2 separate regions of the Gossypium hirsutum genome follow, and region 2 is linked to region 1. The links are chromatin contacts, called in public Hi-C maps. All regions are on one chromosome and are shown on one strand. Each heading gives the region's core, a stretch centred on a gene start, on an enhancer-like site or on the middle of the called end of the contact. The rest is flanking DNA. Distances are from core to core; before and after follow the strand shown.

Region 1 (4,842 bases), core at 1,675-4,174:
ATTTGATCGTTGTCCCCCTTAAATTTTTTTACCGTCACAGTGCCAATGTTCAAAAAAGTCGTTAGTTTTTTACCGTTGAAGGAAAACGCGTCCAACTAGCCGCACTTTCATGTCACCTGTGCAAAAAGCGTACCCAGCTAGACGTACTTTCCATTTCTATCTCCTAAAAACAACTTATTTCCTTAAATAAAAAAAAGGACTAAAACCCTAATTAAAAAAATACAACAGCCTTTAAGGCTAATTTAGCCGGGATTTACACAAAATTTTAAGTCAAAATATTATAATATGTAAATAGTATTTTTTTCATAAAAATAGAATTTTATATTGTAATAAAAATTAGATCTTTTTTTTTCTTCTCCTTTTTCAACATTTTTTTTTTCTCTACCTCTCTCTCTCTCTCTCTCTCTCTTCTTCTTTGTTCTTCTTCTCTTCCACGATGAACCCTCTGACCATCGTGCTTCACCGTTAGATCGACATGGGATTCCAGGCAAAGCTTCCCTTCCCTGAGATGCAACACCTAACCATTCAGATAGGCTTAAAACGTCTTGGAGCGTAGACTAAACCTTGGACCAGTGAAGAAGATTCTTCTTCTGTATTCTCTTTTTATTTTTTATTTTTGTTCTTCTTCGTCTTCTTCTTCTCTCCTCTCTCTGCCCCCCTTGGTTTGGACTTCTTTTGTTGTAAATGAATGGTGTGGGTACTGGGTTTTGGCTTCTAGTTTTAGTCTTGACTTCTTTTCTTGCAAGTGTCAATAGGGATGTTGTGCGTAATTTGCGTCTGAAATAGGGATTGATTCCAGTTTCAGACCATGGAGATTGGTGTTTCTAACAGGCAGTGAGGGCTTTGGCCTCACTTGGTCTAAAATGTGACCGTAGATCTGTTAGCATCAACGATGAAGCGCTTGTTCAAATTTCGGAGTGTTGCTGGAACTTGACTCGTCTTAAGTTCTGAGCATGTCAAAACTTAACCAATGCAGGGGGTTGTAGAAGAAAAAGAAGACGATGATAATAAAGAAGTAATGGGTTGTAGAAAATTTATTTGTTTAAAATGAGAAAAACAATAGGCTGCAACATTTTCCACCTGAAAAGTAAAAGATTGAAAATGAGAGAATATTGACTTGTTTCAAATGAAAATAAGATGGACTTGTACTTTTATTTTAATCTAAGCATTTTAAAATATTTTTAATAATTTTTCTTAATATAGTTGAGCTAAAAAGAAAAAAAAAATTATTTGCATGTTGTCCTTCCTGATTGTTTACCAATTTAGACTTGACTCATCCTACCGCGGGATGGACATTCATTGGCCCACGTGTCAAAATCTTATAGAAATCAACACTGTCAGTCTAAAATTTCAAAACGTTATATGAAAAAAAATTGAAGTATAAAATTATACAAATTAAAAATACGATTACCACATTGTTATTTTTATTAAAGTACAATGAGATTTTTTTGTCATTGTCCCCAAAATATTTAACTACACGTATCAAACACTTTAAAATAAGAGAAAATGCTCTCAAACAAGAGAAAATACCAATATATTTGACTTGGTGCATTTGAAAACTAAAGACTTGAGTTCTTACAACCCTTTAGCAATATAGGATTCTATAAGCTTGAACTTCTTTCCTTATTTTCTTACTAATTAAACCAACATTTTCAATTAATCTGAACACTTTTCAAATCTTATATCAAATTTTCTAAAAAGTGTGACGCAATTATCTAAAAATTGACTAATAAGTCTAAATGAGAGAACCTTTACAAAATAATATTAAAACCTTAAATTTTCTCTCTTTATAGACACTTAATCAAAATTGGTTAAATGTTAACCGATAACATTGTATCAACTAATATATATACCAACTCTTATCAACTAAGTGATTTAAATAATATTTTATCAAGTTATTGAAAGGAGTGGGAAGTGGACTTCCTCCCCCCCCACCCCCACCCCTAGCATTTGGTTATTTTAGAGTTGTTGGAAAAATTTTACCTGAATTTTACCTTCAACCCTAACAGGAATGGATGAGAACAAAATAAAAATAAAAATTTTAAAACAAAGACTTATAATCTTGATTATTTTGAAGTCCTTTAGTCAAACAATACTTCAAATTGAACACATAATTAGATTTAAACTTATTTGTGCCATAGAACATGCATCATTAAATTTATCGTTATCCTACATAGAATTTAGCTAGAAAAGATGCCAAAGAGAATATGTAATTAATGGCGTTATGTTTCTGTAATAAATGCATTCCAATTTATGTTTTTATACATTAAAGAAAAAAAAAGCCTTAACGGCCTAGGGGGTTCACCCCATTTGAACAATGAATGAGAATTTTGTGACCAATCAATGTCTCTAATACAGATGAAACTCATGAATACTCTCAAGTGCTTTATTTCCTTTTCTCGATGTAAACTTCACTCTAGTATTAAATATTATTCACATGAACTTTGCACTCTTTCCACCAACTCATAATTTTTATTTTATTTGCCAAAAGAATATCTTAGGCCAGAAATTTCAAAAAGCCCCCAAGAAGGGGAAAAAATTCACTTGCTTTAACATTTTATCATCATTTTTCGAAGTCTCAGGGAAGAGCTAGAGATGGCTCTGGAAACACTCTTTTCAATTGAGCTCAGTTCGCAGTACCACTAGAGCTAATGTGCTGCAAAGCTACCTTCATTTTTCTTCTCTTGAGAAGGTCCATTTGCCGACATTTAGAGGACCCAATAAACCCAATTTATCATTCAAATCATCTTCACCTTTTTCACATTCATTTACTGGCAAACCCCAAAAATCCAGGCTCATCTGCAAAGATAGTGAAGCAATTGCAGGTATATGCAGCTGTTTCTTTTCGTTACTTTTAGCATCATTATTGCAACACGCATAGCCCTTGCCTAAGAGATATTTACAATCTGCAGTTGAAGAGGTTACCGAAGCGACCTGGTCAAAGCTTGTGGTTAGCTGTGACACACCAGTTTTGGTGGGAGTTTTGGGCACCATGGTGTGGACCCTGTTGGATGATTGAGCCAGTTATCGCTGAATTAGCAAGGGAATATGCTGGAAAGATTTCTCGTAACAAGCTCAACACTGATGACAGCCCAAACAATGCGACGCAGTTCGGAATCAGGAGCATCCCGACCATCATGTTTTTCAAGAACGGGGAGGAGTGCATCATTGGTGCAGTACCCAAGTCTTCCTTGGCTGCTTCCATTGAAAAATATATTGATAATTGAAATGCATATATATATATAGCAGAATACAAAACAAAACCAAAGCTGGCTTGCCTGCTATATATAATGTAAGAGCAAACGTGGCTTATGTATGCCATGCTATGGTTACTTGAGTACTTGGCTTGTGATGGTAAAATACAGTACAGTATCTTCATACCAAAAACAAGTGTCAACCTATTGATCCAAATTAGTATCAGAATTATTGTGTAAACGAATTAAACCTAGTTTCAGAAAAGGCTTATTCTGATTGCAAATTTCCTGAAAAAAAGTTGGGTTCAATCCTATCAATCTTTCTTTACATCTTTGGCTTCAACCATGGTGCAAAAGGTTTGCATTAACCCTAAAAATAAATTAAGGTAAACAATATAATACGAAAATGGAGCAACTTAAAGATGAGATGCTTCAAAACATTTCATTTGATAAAAACACTATGTTATATGTTTCACTTTTCTGAAATTGGTACAAAGTGGGAGGGAAGCGGCCCTTTCATCTATCTCCTATCATATAGTGCTGCGCCAGAGGCCACCCGCTGGTTTTCATGGCTGCAAAACACAGCAGCTACACCCCAACATCCATCACCTTTCATTTTGGCCATCTTTCATGGAGAAGTTTTCCAATCATATTGAAGACTATTAAAACCATTAACTGCTCCTAGTCCACTCAGTAGCTGGTTCCCCAAATCCTGTTGCTGTTGGTGATTCATACCTTGATCCCGAGCCATTGATGCCATGCCATTACCTACCCTTCCATTCATCATCGAGTTATTACCCATGGCAGCTCTGATTCCATTCACTATAGCAGATTGGCCAAGCCGCCCACCACCCATTGTGCCAAACCCACCACTACCTATACCAGAACTATTGTTGACAGTTCCATTACCCACCATACTGTTGCCACCATTGACAACTGTACTGTTACCTGTTGGCAACATTCCATTTAAACTCTTCACATCATTGCCTAGAGTGCCAACACCAACCATACCTCCCGTACCATTCAGTTGGGCAGACATTATTTCATGAATGATTTTCTGAACAGAGCTTTGCGATTCACTTGGGTCAGCCTCACCGGAAAGAGCTGACTGCTGCACAGGCATATTCACGGGAGAATTTGCTGAGTTCATGTGACCAGTAGCTGCTAAAGCATCATGAGGAACTTGAGTAGGATTATTAGATGAGGGCATTGGTGACTGAAATGGAGAAGGATTCGCTTGTGATTGTGGAATTGTACTAGATGATCCAGGGGAAGCAATCTGAACAAAGTTTCCACCATAGGGACTGCTTGCATTATTCATAGAATTCTGCTGCCTGGAGTTCATGGAATTCTGGGGTAGAAGCCCAACGGTACCAGCAGATGTTGATGCAGATGCAGCACTAAGAGAGTTATTTATGTTAACCCCACCATTGTTAGCAACGAGATGCATCCCAGAAACCTGGGTAGAACTTTGACTACTGGTGTTCTGGGCCACTGTTTGCTGTTGTGGGGCCAGCTGCTGCTGTTGTAGTTGTTCCTCAGGCTGTTGTGCTTGAATACCAAATGAAGTACTTGTTCTTCGAGGGAACTTGGCCAAACTCTCTGATAAAAAACAAATAAATTAGATAACCACCCTGCTCACGTATAG
Region 2 (4,842 bases), core at 702-3,201, 810 kb after region 1:
ATTATGACAAAAGTATTACGAAAAGGGGGAAAAAGCCAAGAACTCCTTTTGCAAATTAACCTATTTAACCAACCCCTACAATCTTCTGCTACATTGGGATTTGCATTGTCAAGCTCACGCATCGGTGCATAGTCTATAATGGTCCAAGAGCGATGGGATGGTATCTTATTCGATCAAAGTTGATGGGAACTAATTGGCAGCTCCATACGATTGGGTATAATTGAACTGAGTCCTGGATTCTTTTGAAATCCCTTGTTCACCATTGCTGTCCTCATTTTTTCAGCCTTTTCCCATCTGTCTGAAGCTGCATAAATATTTGACAACAGTACAAGATGTGAATTATCCCCAGAATCCATGTCATCGTCCACTTTACCAACCTCTTGCATCACCTGCTCTACCATATTTGTATCCAAATGAATCCTGCAAGCGCCAAGCAGAGCTCCCCAAACTACATCATTTGGCTTTATTGGCATTCTCTTAATTAAATCGAAAGCTTCTTTCAATCTCCCAGCACGTCCCAGAAGGTCCACTAAGCAACCATAATGCTTGATGCTTGCTACCAAATCGTAAGTCTCCATCTTGGAGAAAACATCTAACCCTTCATCTACACACCCTCCATGGGCACAAGCTGATAGAAGAGAAAGGAAAGTAATGTCATCTGGCATCTCATTCGATTCTTCCATTCTTTTAAAAAACTCAAGAGCTTCTTTGTTCTTTCCATGAATAGCAAGACCTAAGATCATGGAATTCCAGCAGGCGCTTGTCCTATGACTCATTCCTTCAAATATCAATCTTGCTTGGGCTAAATCCCCACACTTTGCATACATATCCAATAATGCATTCAAAACAAACTGATTAGCCTTCATTCGCTTCTTCTTAATAAGATAATGGATTTCTTTTCCAATATCTAATTCACCTAACTGTGCACAGGCAGATAAAACACTTGTGATGGTAACTTCATCAGGTTCAAAACCTTCATTTTGCATTTTCTTATACATGCGCAAAGCTTCCTCACAGAACCCATTTTGTGCATAACCTGAAATCAATGAATTCCAATTCACCAAATTCCTAACAGGAATTCTATCAAAAAAGTTCCTTGCTTCCTTAACATTGCCTCTCTTACAATACCCAGAAATCATTGATGACCAAACAAAGTAGTTCCTTTCGGGCATCATATCAAAAATCTCCCTTGCAGCTTCTAGTTCTCCATTTGCATTATACCCGTCAACCATCACTGTCCAAGTCACCACAGTTCTTAACTCCAATGGAACTTTCTCAAAAAACTGTCTTGCTTTGAAAGTATCTCCACACTTGGCAAACCCATCAATCATCTCAACCCAAGTCACTGAATTTCTTGTGATTGGCATCTTTTCGAACACATCCAATGCAGATTCTCTATCCCCATTTTTAAAATACCCACCAATCATCGCGTTCCATGTCACCACATTTCTCTCAGGCATCTCATCAAACACCTTCCGGGAATCAATCAAATTACCGCATCTTGAATACATGCTCAGCAAGGACGAAGCAATATGTAAATCAATGGCCACCCCAAATTTGATAGATTCGGCATGCAAAGATTTGCCATAAGTTTGGGTTGAAGCAGAAGCACATGCCTTGAAAATCAAAGGAACCAGACCAAATATATAGAGTCCTGTTTGGCGTATTTGGGTGTATAAAGAAAGCACTTGACTGGTAGTTCCTTCAGAAAGGTGGTTTCTAATGATGTACGACCAACTGGTTTGATTTGGGTTTGAATTGTTTTTGGCTATATTTTCTACGATTCTAATGGCTTCTTTTGGGTTTTGAGGCAATTTTGTTGTTTTCATTGTCTCCTAGTTTTAATTTTTAAGGAAGTGGGAAAATAGGGATGTAGTGATCATCTTCAATAAATCTTGTATTGTACCGTTAAATATAAAATTCTTACTCTTTCCAAGACATCCATAAAAGATCTCATAGTCTCTATCTCTATAATTTTATTTATTTAAGTAGGATAGAGACGATCCGAATATTTTAATTGTTTTTACATTTCAAGTTAAAATAAAAGGTTGTTGATTTTAATTTTATCAAATTATTACTGAATTAAGTGATTGGGCTTTAAAACTATTATTGTATACCTTTCTATGTTTACATCACTTGCATAAATTAATAGCTCTTATTCTTTTTTTCTTCTATAATTTAATTTTTTTTTCATAAAACAACTTTAAGCATTAGGAATCAATGAATTAAAATTTAAATAGCTTTCTTCTCTAATCTTCAACCTTGACCGTCAGATCGATTTGGATCTAAAATATTTTCTTATACTTGTTGATGGTTACTCTGATCTATGGTATTCACCGTCAAATCATTGCTTGGAGTTCATTAGTGGATTTTAAAAAAAAACATAACAATCTAGTGACTTAAATAAAATGTTTTGAATAGTTTAGTAACTTAAATGTAAACTTCCAAATAATTTCAATAACCATTTTATAATTTTTTAAAGTTAAGTGACCAAAACGTAAACTTACCAATAATTTAATAATTTTAAGTGTATTTTACCCTAAAATAAAAAAAAGTATAGACTAAACTATTGACTTTGTTTAAATTGTTTTTTTTATCTAATAATAAACTTAGTACCTTAATACTTACATTCTATCAACTTAATCCTAAATATAACAAATTCAACAAATTTAGCTCTTAAATGTCTCAAACTTGTAACAAAGTGTCCATTCTAGATCCATTTCCACAATAATCTTCTCTTGATTGATAAACTAAATCGTGATCCATACGAACTTCTAACCATTTCACTACCGAATCCGCACTGGAATCCAATTCTGCAGCTGAAACCAAATACTGTCTATAAGAATCTGATACTTTCCTAGTCGAAAACTCTCTTTTATCTGAAGAAACATCTTGGTGGAGTCCCTTTCTCAGAGCCAAGCCGCAGAAGGGACCATTCCCAGTTTCAGCCTCTCGACTCAAGAAAACGAGTCCTAACAATCCAAAGATTTTGCCAATATTCAGCAAAATACCCTGCAGTTGCTGCAACAAGCCACGAATCCATTTCTGAAACTACCAACACAAAACTAAATCCTTATTTCGATTATCGACATCAACAATTTCCATGAATCCAAGTTTGAAAAAGAGAACATCATTGGCCTTACAACTCAAACATCCTTTACTAATTCAGCATATTAATCAAGTGTAGGATGGAATCTTCATGAAACTGAAAACAATATGCAAGCTAAGGCTGAAGCAGCTGAAAAGAATCCATTTAAAAAAAACTACCAAGTTCAATACCAAGATCAATTCTCATGAATCCAATTCTGAAAGCGAAAATATCATTGGCCTCACATCTGGAGCAATTCAACACAATCAATAATCAATTATAGAACTTAATCTTCTTGAATTATTAATACAATAGTTTTCCAAAAGCTTGGAAAAGTATGCAAGTTAAGATTGAAACTCTCAACTCCATAATTTTAAAAGAACACAATGATAAATTAATCAATAGAAAACTCAAAGCATAGATTTTTAAAAATATTAAAAAGTCAAAATTTATGATTTTGTGATTGTTGAGGACTAAATTTATTAAGTTTTTTAGAATTTGAATTAAAATAATAAATTTTGTAAACATTGAGGGTGAAATTTATTAAATTTTTTATATTTAAGAACAAATTAATAAAATGTGTAAGACTAACTTTATTATTAGATCAAATCTACCTTAGCTTTCCACTATTTATCTAACCACAACAAAAAAGTGATAAGAATATTTAATTTCAAAAATTTAATAACTAAATCCAAAAAAATAAATAAAACTAACTCGATAGTTTAGTCGCATTTTTATGCTTTACCCAAAAAAAAAACTTTGATTGCCCGAACTAAACCAATTTTTTAATTAGTTTAAATCTAATAGTTCATTATTTAGTGATGTCGGAAATAGTGATTTTGGGACCACCAGTCGACGAATAAATTCGTAGAATTAGTATTTAAATTATACGAGTCAATAATAATTTTTATAATTAATTTTGATTTGAGGATTTTAACTAATTAAATTAAAAGTTAGTATAAGTGGTTTGATTCAGAAGGCAAGTGGTTATTGAAAACAAGGTATTAGGACCTCGTTTTCGTAATTTAAAGCCGTAAATATTTTTATTAAATATTTACAGAGTTGTATTATATGTGAATTAAAGTTTGGTCCGGTAATTTTGATGATTTATTGCTTAATTACTGTAAAAGGGTTAATTTGTAAAAGAGGTAAAAGTTAATTGCTATAGATTTAAAATAATAAGGGGACCAAAATGGTAATTTGATGCGAGCTTGGCTAAGGAGCTAGTGGCCGAACCCTTAGAGCTGCCATTGGGACCAATAACCCGAGCTCGAGCTCGGAGATTTCAAGAAGCTGTTTCTAGCTACGTTGATCGAGTTTGGAAAGGAGGAGTGACCGAACATGGCCGGACCAGCTCGCCAAGCTTAGCTTGCAACTTATTGCAAGCTGACTTAGTTCATCCTAGCTCAATGGAGCTCAATTCGGGCTGATTTCAGCTCATTGAGTTTGAACTTACTTTTTATTTAATTGCTTGCGTTTAAATTGCTAGAATAAATCTTTGAAGTTAGTTAATTAGTTAAAAGTTAGCTCAAATAATTTAATTCACTTATATATGTTTAAAGTCAGGTTATATTAATTCTAGTAATTAATATGTTTTAATTATTGCAAGTTTTTAATGTGTCTTAGGCCCGCCGAAATTAATATAGAAAATTAATTTGTCTTAGCTCATGCATAAATATGTCTTAAGTAGCTGCCGAATTTATGTTGACATATTGCATGAATTTATTTTGTCCTAAAACAAGAATTAAAGGCTG

The links. A called contact is a pair of places that touch in the nucleus more often than the background predicts.
Region 2: a contact with region 1 is called in a Hi-C map of leaf, with 1.7 times the contacts expected there. The contact joins the promoter of LOC107950791 here to the enhancer-like site in region 1. A contact is called at or near these places in 3 of 34 Hi-C or Micro-C datasets (leaf and petal).

What each region holds. Positions count from the first base shown.
Region 1 is chrD03:18,683,092-18,687,933 of Gossypium_hirsutum_v2.1, forward strand. LOC107950785 (transcriptional corepressor SEUSS) reads right to left here. Exons shown (of 10, transcript XM_016885743.2): 10 at 3,623-4,796. The coding sequence ends at 3,823. It also overlaps the pseudogene LOC107950093. Among protein-coding and RNA genes, the nearest start is that of LOC107950785, 9.5 kb to the right of the region's middle. Within about 2 kb of position 2,925, at least 6 of the 9 cell types and tissues checked have an H3K27ac peak or open chromatin away from gene starts, as enhancers often do.
Region 2 is chrD03:19,496,566-19,501,407 of Gossypium_hirsutum_v2.1, forward strand. It overlaps LOC107950791 (pentatricopeptide repeat-containing protein At3g21470), which reads right to left and starts at 1,952. Exons shown (of 1, transcript XM_016885748.2): 1 at 1-1,952. The coding sequence starts at 1,829. The coding sequence ends at 174.